2 separate regions of the Danio rerio genome follow, and region 1 is linked to region 2. Evidence: chromatin contacts called from public Hi-C data. All regions are on one chromosome and are shown on one strand. Each heading gives the region's core, a stretch centred on a gene start, on an enhancer-like site or on the middle of the called end of the contact. The rest is flanking DNA. Distances are from core to core; before and after follow the strand shown. Region 1 holds the start of LOC100002818 (serine/threonine-protein kinase pim-2-like). Region 2 has its middle 110 kb from the start of arhgef7b.

The links. Hi-C and Micro-C count contacts between places; a contact is called where the count stands out from the background.
Region 1: a contact with region 2 is called in a Hi-C map of embryo, with 2.9 times the contacts expected there. The contact joins the promoter of LOC100002818 here to the enhancer-like site in region 2. A contact is called at or near these places in 7 of 18 Hi-C or Micro-C datasets (caudal fin, embryo and hematopoietic stem cells) and 1 of 4 datasets of contacts at active chromatin or transcription factors (caudal fin).

The regions. Positions count from the first base shown.
Region 1 is chr1:49,547,906-49,553,612 of GRCz12tu, reverse strand. It overlaps LOC100002818 (serine/threonine-protein kinase pim-2-like), which reads left to right and starts at 3,337. Exons shown (of 10, transcript XM_073954304.1): 1 at 3,337-3,534; 2 at 4,953-5,429; 3 at 5,681-5,707. The coding sequence starts at 5,232.
Region 2 is chr1:49,353,039-49,358,614 of GRCz12tu, reverse strand. No RefSeq gene overlaps it. Among named protein-coding and RNA genes, the nearest start is that of arhgef7b, 110 kb to the right of the region's middle. Within about 2 kb of position 2,339, at least 3 of the 62 cell types and tissues checked have an H3K27ac peak or open chromatin away from gene starts, as enhancers often do.

The DNA of each region.
Region 1 (5,707 bases), core at 2,088-4,587, 190 kb before region 2:
CACATGACTGTCTGACGCTGAGTGTGTGTGTGTGTGCGTGTGTGTTTGTGTGTTGGAGAAAGACGGTGCAGACAATTAACAGACAATTAAAGGGGGTAGTTCACCCAAAAATGAAAATTTACTCAGCATTTACAGTATTCACCCTCCAAACCTTTATGAGATTCTTCTATTGAACACAAAAGATACTTTGAGGAAAGCTGGAAACTTGTATTTATTGACTTCCATAGTAGAAAACACAAATAGAAATCAATGGTTACACATTTTTAACTTTGTGCACAATAGAAGAAGCTCATAAAGGTTTGAAGGTTTCGTTAAAGGACTTGAGACGCAGAGTGGAGTTGATTGCAATGATGGGATTTGATTCAGGCAAAGAACGGTTCCAGGAATCAGGTAAAACAAAAAACAAAAGGCAATAATAAAATAAACAAGTAAATAATAAGAGTGAGAATGTGGTAAAATCTGAAAACGTGGTAAAATCAGGCAGCTGCGAGGGCTTTTCTTTATCTCGATTGCTTTTGAAAACACTGTCGATTGGGTTTAGAGAAAGAAGGGTTGGTGGTATCGGTCAGTCAGTAAGTCAGTCAGTCAGTCGACAGCAGCCTCTGGTGGATTTAAGAGAAGAGCAGGTGCGAGAGAACTTTGAGATCTCCAAAAAAGGCCACAGCGGCCTCTGGTGGATTTGAAAAAACAAACACTGAAAAAAACGTAGCTCCTTGGACGTTTTTGGCGCTCTCCAGAAATATATAAAGGGGTACATATCAGGGCCGTGCACAGACATTTTGAGGGGCAGGGGCCTAAACCAAAAAAAGGGGCACTAAGTGGGTGGGTTCTTGCTTATACAAATTTTCTAGATGTTGTAAAAGTACAATTAAAAGAAAAAAAAAACAGTACATTGTAATAATTTCAGAACTATTTACCATTTTACATTTTATATTTACCTGTACCTTTAACAACAAAACTTTTTTTTGTCCTGAAAGATCTTGATAAGCTCATCTTACATATATGTGATTCACATTTACACATTGCCGATAATAACAGAAACTATTTACTGTTGGATGGACAATCTGAACATTTTCTGTCTCCATCACCTTTACTTTGCTGAGTTGACTCTGAAGCAGTTTCATCTTAGAATGAATAACAAAGCATTTACAATATTTAAATTATTTAAATGTCCTTCTATCTTATATGACACTCTAGCATATCCCTTCCAGATTAAAAGTCTTACCTGTACCTGTCTGATTTAGCTCATGCTCAGTGGTCTCTCCCTCACTTTTTGAACCTGCTTCTTCCTCATCTTCAATGGAAAAATAAATATTACCCGTTTAATTTAATATTATACACCATAAATTTATATTAACTTAATATAAACTAAATAAAATAAACTTAATATTAAAATTGCATTTTTTTTACTATTTATAGGCTTACTATTGACATGGTTTTAATAAAATTATTTGCTGTAGCCTGTGATTATAGTGATTATTATGGAAAATATAGGCCTACTTAGTTAGACAAGCACAGCTGAATGTTCTATATGATGATTTACCTGCTGGAGCTTTGAATCCATGTTTTCAGTGTTAAACTACCTTTATTAGCCTTCCTTCGTTCTTTCTCTCTCTGTCTCTGTTTTCAGAAAAATGTTATTTATTTACAGGCTGAAAGGGGCACCTCTGCCAATGGGGGCAGAGGGGCAGTGGCTCTAGCCACCAGGCCACCCCCCTGTGCACGGCCCTGCTCTGCACATTACTGTGCATTCATGAAACATGACAAAAAGTCTTGGTCTGTTGTAAGTTTTTAGTTGTTAGGATCACACAAAATCATATTCTTCCCCTCAGATGCTGTGAAGTGATGGAGTCCAGATGCTACAGGCACAGAAAAAGATGCAGCAATGGAGGAACACAGCGAGCACCTTCCAGGAAGAGCTGGAGGATAGTAGAAATAAAGACTCTAAAATAAAATTTCACTTGTGTTGTCTATATTTCTGTGTTGTTGTTTTTTTATTTATTCTTATTAGATGTGTCTGTTTAACAGTGATGTAAATCTGTTACTATATGCACAATAAATAGTTTGCTTAATTGTAACACTATTGCATCCTCAAATATTGTATTAATTGTGGTTTACAGGTGACTACAACGTCATAAAGTCGTTCAGGTTTAAGTGGACCGGATTTGACTTTTCATTGTGGTACTATTTTTTAACCATGACGCGACGTGAATTGTTTAACAAAACGAGAAACAAGAAAGTTTCCAGCACCAAAAGCCTCCATAAATCAATACGTTTTAAATAATGTTTTATATAATAAGTAAAATCCACTGACAATGATAATATTTTAGCGATTATGTTTTATGTCAAAGAAGAATTTTACTAATTTACAAGAGAGGCATAAAAAGGGAAGGACATTATTCTAATTAATATTATTCAGATGATTTATTATTCAGATGTTATTATTGTTCAGATATTATTATTTATTATTCAGATGGCCAATTTCTGACTAGTGAGGTTATTTGTGCCTACCAGTTTTTAATTTGTCCAATAAATCCTAATACATTTTTTCTTTCTCTTGTGGACTGATAATTTATGGACAATTTTAGCCCAACCCTTCATATTTCTTATTCAATCTTTTATGTTTAAAACACTAATGTCCACTTAATATTGACTGTGATAAACAACTTTAATACATGTTTATATGCTTTAGTAAAATATCACCTCACTGATGACAAATTTGTTTTATTTATTTTTTTATTTTTTACTGACTTCAATAACAAAGATACAAAATCCAATTTTGCACAAAAACAATGATAATAACAGATCAGGATAAATAATATAAGTATATATATATATATATATATATATATATATATATATATATATATATATATATATATATATATATATATATATATATATATAATTAATTTAATTAATTAAAAGAAAAACAAAAGAGAGAAAAATATTTATTTAAACAGATACATAACTCAGATACAGCAAGAGGAAACAAGGATTTATGTATCCTTGATATTTCAAAAATATTTATCATAATAATCCAAGAATATATCACTTTTCTTGTTATTAACTAGTCTAAGAGATTTAGCTAATAAAAACATCAATTTCAATTAAAAAATGTGAAAAAGAAGGCTGCGAATTGGAGAATTTTTGTTTGTGAATAAAATATTTTCCATACAAAATAAAAAAGTTATTAATGTGGTTCTCTGATATATCAGTTTTACCTTCATAGTAACAAATAATATCTTGAAGTTGTAAGTGTCTGGAAGAAGCAATCTCATGACGAATAAATAGAACGAGGAGAAGGCCGTTACGTCATAGCCGACAGAATTCCTCAGAGTGACAAACGAACGAGTACAGTGAACAGTGATTTAATGACTTTAGCGACTTGTTTTGCGTCTCAAATGGAAAATAATAAGTCAACTGTGTTTTTTCATCGAGTTAAAAAGATCACGACTGACTTTGTCAACAATAATCATCAGAGTGACACGATGGCTTCTCCTACACCTTGTACCACGACGAGAAGCCCAACAGGTGAGATGAGAGTTTACAAAAACGGTGTATTCCCCACCTATTATTTAATAAAAACTATAATAATAATAATATATCGCCATATAACGAAGCTTACCGACTTAAGAGTCAAATATTCAACCTCTCGTGATTGTAATGATTTCGTGTATATTGTATATTTTCTGACTTTGGGATTGAGGCCTGCTGCCATTTTATGTATTGACATTCTGGCTTTAAAGTTTCTCCTTTCCACTCAACAGAAATTGTGCCTCGCTAACGTTACTGATACAAAAAAACATTCTAATATTACTTTAATTTAAACTTTATGTGTAGACCTGCGCAGTAATTTTCTTAGTTTTTCATGGTGTGGAGGAATATTTGTTATATTTGAGCAAACTGAGTGAGAATATTATATTTAAGGCTTTTATTTGTTAAAGCAGGGATAAATTAATACAATTGAGGGAAAGTTGGTTTTATATTCACACATTCTGACTTTCTTCTTAAAAATATAATAACAGAAATATTGTTTCAAATTCTAAATGGGAAAATCATATTAACAGCCAAATTACTATCATTCTACAACATTGTTTACAGTCAATTAATTAGTTGTAACTCTGATTTAAAGTCTTACATGCTATTTCACACTCAGTATTCAAATTAGCATGGTAAACAACATGGAGACAGTTAAATTAACAAATATAAACCCAATTTTACCTCCATAATAATAAATGTGTATAGCTCTGTTTCTCTAACTGAAGTTCTGGAGCCAGACTTCTCTTTTCATTTGAAATTCTAAGACTGATTGTTAAATGTTTTAAGTTATAATTTACTCACAGATTTCATAACTGAAGATCCAGAGCGTGAGAAATTGTTCACTTTGAGTTTGACGATTGCTAATGGAAAGCTGCAAAAATATGGATTTTGTTTTTATTATTTTTTTGTGGTGGAGAAGTGGTGCTTGATTGAAAAACATCGATGTAGATGTGGCACCCACTGACAAAAAAATAAAAGGCTTCATAAATTTGATTAAACATTGTGATGGTGATTGTTAATAGCTCAAACTAAAACTATAATAAAATATTCTATAAATCAGAATTTTGACTCAAAAATGAGTTATTATAATGGTTTGCATTTCGTGTGAGCAGGAGTGAAATGTTTATTTTTGCAAAACAGTTGCTTATAGGATTTTTCCTAATGTCTAAAATGGATGACTTACCGACTATTTGTCAGGTTGTATTTGTCATTTTACGTCATAGAAATGATTTGCAATTCCAATTAATTATTGTCGTTTTCAAACATTTTTTTATTATAATTGTACATTTATTGTTGATGTTTCTTTTGTGTGATTGTCTTTTATATGTCTTATTTTCAGCAGTTTGTCTATTTTAAACTTGTGGTTAAAGAGTTTTCTAATATTTCCCTGTTCATTTCCTTTACTTCAGAAAACCCAGAGAAAAGGAGGAAAGGGAAAAAAGTCTCTGCTTTCTTTAAGAGAGTATGGAAGGCTGCAAAGCGCCCTTTCCTTAGCTGTGACCAGAGCAGAGTGGTTCCCTTTGAACCACAGTCAGATAACGACTATTTCGAGCACCTGCCTGTTCCAGGTCCCTCCAGGACCGTCGCAGCACATGCAGACCCTGAGCCGGTGTTGTTGCCAGGCCAGGTCTGTGAAGAACCTCAGCCGTTGAGTGTTCCGGGCCCCTCCAGGATCAAGCAAACAGCAGATGTGCCGAATGCAGATCGGGCTCGTCCTGAGTCCTCAACGGCCCTCACAGGTCATGTTGACACTGAGCAGATGCGTCCGCCAGTCCAGGTCTGCGACAGTCTTGAGTCGTTGGCTGTTCCAGGACCATCCAGGATCCAGTCAACGACCATCGCAGATCATGTTGACCCTGAGCAGATGCGTCCGCCAGTCCAGGTCTGTGAAGAACCTCAGTCGTTGAGTGTTCCGGGCCCCTCCAGGATCAAGCAAACAGCAGATGTGCCGAATGCAGATCGGGCCCGTCCTGAGTCCTCAACGGCCCTCACAGGTCATGTTGAAACTGAGCAGATGCGTCCGCCAGTCCAGGTCTGCGACAGTCTTGAGTCGTTGGCTGTTCCAGGACCATCCAGGATCCAGTCAACGACCATCGCAGATCATGTTGACCCTGAGCAGATGCGTCCGCCAGTCCAGGTCTGTGAAGATCCTCAGCCATTGAGT
Region 2 (5,576 bases), core at 1,090-3,589:
GGGTCTTTAAACTACGTGGTTCTCTTTCTCCTACTTCACGAGCACGCGCACTTAAAAGCACAGGTATTAGATGCTTAGATTCAATAAAACCAGCAACAGTTATCTTTATTATTTTGGTCTGTGTTCTTAGACAAGCATTTTTTGTTTTGTTGTCAGGGGGATATTTGCTCCCACAGATTGGTTTAAATAGAGACTATCTGGCACTTAATCTGTTTTTTTTATTTCCTCAAGCTCATCTGGAGAGTTGCTGGCGACTGCGGTGGTGGATCTAACAGTCCGTCCCGTTTAAAGAAAGTCGAGCTGATCTTATTCTGTCATGTTTGCTGGCAAGTTGCCCTCGGTCTATGACAGCTAAATAACACGGCAGTGGAAAATAACCCAGAAAAGCGGCACCAGCTTCAGAGAGACAGATCTAGAGGGAGGAGAGCTTTTCCACACAGACGTGAAGCTTTCTTTAAAGCAAGATGAGGGTTTAATTTGGGTTTAAAGGGGGGGAAAAAACAATAAGAACTTTAAAATAATCTTTCAAATAGCTTTAGGTATTTGCAAAAAATTAGATGCATTCAACTTGATAACTAAATTGTCATAAAAATTGCTATTGATTATAATTCAGGTTTTTTATAAATAGAATACATTTTTTATATATTAAAACAGACAAATTGTCAAATTAAATGTTTACATTGGAATAGGCCTAATAGTAATAACACTTTAATGAAATTCTTGACATTTTAATAAATATTTGGTGAGCATAAATGACTTCTAGATTTTTGATCAGAAAAGCAGACCTACTGTAAATCATAATTATAAAATGTTTGGAAACATTTTTCAAATAAAAACTTGATAATTTAAAAGATTTTTCCCCTAGAAATTAAAGTTAAAACATCGGTACTGTTTGTTACCACTAATATAAACATGTTGGAAAACAGTAAATTTTTCCTTATTTTATGCATAAAAAAAGCTCTAATGACAAAGAAATCTTTAAATTTGGAATAATCAGTAGTTTACAGAATTAAAAAACAAAAAAATCTGATTCATAAACTATAAATCAAACTGAAAATTAAATAAACAAAAAAATGTAATGTGCTTTCTTAATTTCTTTTATTATATACACGTTCCATTAAATGTGTTCCATTAAATTCTGCAGAATGCAAGATTTCTGGAATTATTGCAGAGACCATTATGGAGTGAAATTGTATCATATTAAGTTTTTAAGGTCTGAGATAGATTTAAGTAGTCAGGAGCAAGACATTTTACCAATTGGAAGGTTAATAAAGAATAATTGTATTAAATTATTTATACATCTCAAACGTTGCAGCATAATTTTAACATTTACAAAATCTAACCCGATACCTCAGCTACAGTGCTCTGCATAATTGAGTACACTCCATTTCAAAAAAATTTATATTTTGATCCATTTCTCTGTAAATATAGACATTTTCTATTTTGGTACATTTAAACAAAACAGATATATTAAACAGATATGTTTATTAATATATTTTAGTCACTGAACATATTTAAAAATTGAAAGATCATACAATTAAATTCAAGCTAAATATTGCGAAAATGAATTACAACCTACAAAATTTCAACTTAATTTGCAATTTTTTGCTTTTCTTGATTTTTTTTTATTTGTATTTAATATTTTTTATAACATAAATTTAGGTGTACTCGTTTGTGGACCGTTATCGTAAGTTCTTTTGTTAGATAAGTTCCAGTTCTGGCTTCAGTACTGATTAATTTAATGTATTTCACATATATAATATTGTATATATTGAAAAGAAAGGTGTACTTATATATGCTGAGCACTGTACCTTAATATCTATAAATAAGGAACAAATTAGGAATTCGCTAGAGCAAAAGAGTCAAAGTTATTGCTTGACCAATAGCAAGAAGTGAGCCTTAAAATAAAGGGTAACTGAGAATTCTCCTAAAGTAGCGCTATGTCAGATTTTACCAATATCGTGCAACCCTAAAAGATGATAGATAGATAGATAGATAGATAGATAGATAGATAGATAGATAGATAGATAGATAGATAGATAGATAGATAGATAGATAGATAGATAGATAGATAGATAGATAGATAGATAGATAGATAGATAGATAGATAGATAGATAGATAGATAGATAGTATGATTGAATTGTGTAAATCATATTAATTTTGAAGCATCAGACATTTAGATACCTGTCTCTTTTGCCTTTAAAAAAAACGTGGGGGTGTATACTTTTTAGCAGGAGGCGCGGGAGGGTGAAAAAGGCAGAGCAGGCGCCATCGGCTGCCATGGCAACCACTGGTTGAGTTTGGGGCCTGCTGTGTCACGGCCATTTCTCCGACACGGTTTAAGAGGCTCAGTGGTTGGTCACATCTCAGTTTTAGGAGTTTCTTTCCTTGTCCACCTCATTGTCCCTTTTCTAACTGCCACGTGTTGTCAGGCAATCAAAAAGCGAACAAGGAAAAAGAGCCGAGACGGTGCAGGAATTCACACAGACAGCACTTAAACTTCAGCAGGCCTGCCTGGTTTTAACCCTTCCAGTACACCTGCGGGCGGATGTGGAAAAGCCTGCACGGACCAGCTAATTGTGCTGGATCTATAGATCAGGCAGGCGGCTGTCCACGGGGATAATTGTGCTAAAAGTACTGTGCTGTTTGCTCCCGCTGCGGTCCGCTATGAAAGCACCTTTTTGCACATGCAATTCAAGCCAGAGCGCCTGTGGAAAACAAATGTGCTCGGGTCGCATTGTGTTTGGCATTGGGGTTTCACCCACGGTAATAAAAACGTCTGATTCTGCTAGACGGCACCGGATGGTGGCAGTGGCATCAGACCAGTTGGAGACCTGTTTACAGTAATCTGTTTACAGCTCCTGCATTTGCGCACAATGTATAAAATAGTAGGACGCCTGATAGCGGCCAATTCTGCTACATTCAATGGAACGCTGCACGCTTTTCCAGAGCCTGCACTTTCTATGCTTCATGTCACAATAGACGCCATGTAGAGCGTGCTGCAGAAAGTCGAGGTATTATTAGCACTGCATTTGAAATGTGCGCAGTGAGGATCGGTTTTATTTATGTGAGCTTCGGTTTGAGTTTGGGGTGTGCTGCCCAACAGGAAACTGAATTATTGATGACAAACATATGTTCTCCTTGAAAAATAGCAAAGAAAAAAATTCTACAATTGCAAATTTCGAAGAGCAACATACTCTCTATGTTTACATGTCTATAATGGAAAAATGATCGCAGTGTATATCATCAGCCCACACTGAATGGTGTATATGCACACAACTCGTTTAATTTTCAGCCAGCCAGTCTCAGCGCTTCCGGTCAACTGTCTCTCCATTGTAAAATCGCCACGTTTAAGGTCTGATTTCCTTAAAATCTGTGATCTTCACTGCCTGATATATATACGATGTGAAGTGGGTCTCAGAATTTACAAGAAAAACACTGAATTAAATTACATGTCGTCCCCCCCCCCTCCCAACAACATGTCTTTAAAATGACACATTATTTTACCCCAGTATTTTCAATGTAGCTTCTGCACTTGCCTGCTGGTACTGATGGCTTACATGATCTTTCATCTCGTTTTACGATTGAACAACTAAATAAACGCTTAAGTCTATCTAATTGAATGTATTTGAATTACATTACAACATCAATGCTGTAAAAGGAACTGTATGAAAATTAAAAATAGTCACATTAAGCTTTCACCAGAGGTTAATCGTTGACTGAAAAACACTAGCTGTGCATAGAGTTTATACTGATCAACATAGAAAATAAAAAAAGCATATATAAGCATGTGTTATCTTTCAATTTCTCAATAAGTTTGATGACTAAAATATTATTTAATAAATATATCTGTTTAATAAATCTGTCTTTTTTAATGAACCAAAATTCATTGCCTATATTCACTGAGAAATGGATCAAAAAATCATTTTCAAAATGGGGTGTACTCAATTATGCTGAGCACTGTAGGTTCTCCTGGGATTTTATTTTTTTATTGCCTTTATTATTACTATTATTATTATTATTAATATTATTTTTATTATCATTATTATTAGTAATTTATGGTTTTATGGCTACTTTTATTTTTTACCTGTTAAAACTGTAAGCATGTAAATTCACAAACGTGCCATTTAATTTTTAATTGCCTTGTTTATGCTTTTAGTCTAAAAAAAACCATTAATATCAACTGCCTTACTATAAACCCACAAGTACCGTTATTTACTGTTTAAGGTAACTCATTGAAAATGATAATTCTCTTCTGGTAGCCTATACTGGACAAGCGCAGGTAACTAAATGATTGATCATTCTAGTGAGAACATACTCTCTCTGTTTGCATCTCTACAATGGAAAAATGATCACAGTGGATATCATCAGCCCACACTGAATTGTGATGAACTTAGAAGATTATTTCTAATTTGTAATAAATGTTAACAATCATGATGTAATTTGAGCAAACCAGAACACTCATTTGATATAGGTTCTCCTGGGATTTTTTTAATTGTCTATATTATTATAATTTTTTTTATATTATATTTTTATGGTTTTATGGCTACTTTTAGGCAAGCTGTTTAAACTGTAAGCATGTAAATTCACAACGAGGCATTTTATTTAATAGCCTTGTTTATGTTTTTAGTGTAAAACAAAAACATTAGTATCAACTGCCCTGCTATAAACCCACAGGTAGGCTAACGTTACCATTTGTGAGGTAACTTATGCTTGAATTTACAATTCTCCAAAGGTATCCTACTGAACAAACGCGTAACTGAATCATTGATGACATATAGATATGCGTTCTCCATTAAACAGACAATGTCACTTGTTACTAGTGAGAACGTAATATTTAAAGTGTTAAATTAAAAGCATAAAAATAATGCAAAAATAATAACAGTCCATGTCAACTGACAGGAAAGTTAAGGTTTACTTGAAAGGGAATTTTCTAATGTAGATAACCCAAACACTACTTAATTTGTTCTCCCATTATTTTATTCAACTGTCATGTATACGCATGTGTCATTAGCCCCTTTCACACAAACAGACCTTTCCGGAAAATAACCGGTATCACTGTGTGAAAGGGGCTCTTGTCTTATTAGACTCTGGAAACACTTACTGCCATTCTAAATAAACAATGTTTGATGGGAAACAATGATGGGAAATGCTCTTTATCTGAACATGTAGGCCAACTTAACACATGCTGTAGATCTGATTGCATCGTTAGTACCTAAATTTACAATGTAAAGCCAAAGTTTAAATCAATTACCTTTCGAAACCAACTTTGTTTTGAAGAGGCGTTCAACGGTCGGCGTCAGGTGCAGTAATATTTGAAAGAGCAATGCCGCCCTCTTCTGGTGAGGATACATTACTGATTCAAAACAACTGGGCTAACATTTGTGACCCTGAACCTCAAAAGCAGTCTTTTGTGTACGTTTTTGGAAATTTTGGATTCTGAGGTTAAAAAAATTACGATTGTGTAGAACATACACACACACACACACACACACACACACACACACACACACACCTAGATGATTATTAATGAATCATTGTAAATATACTGATTATTATTGTTTTTCTTTTTTTA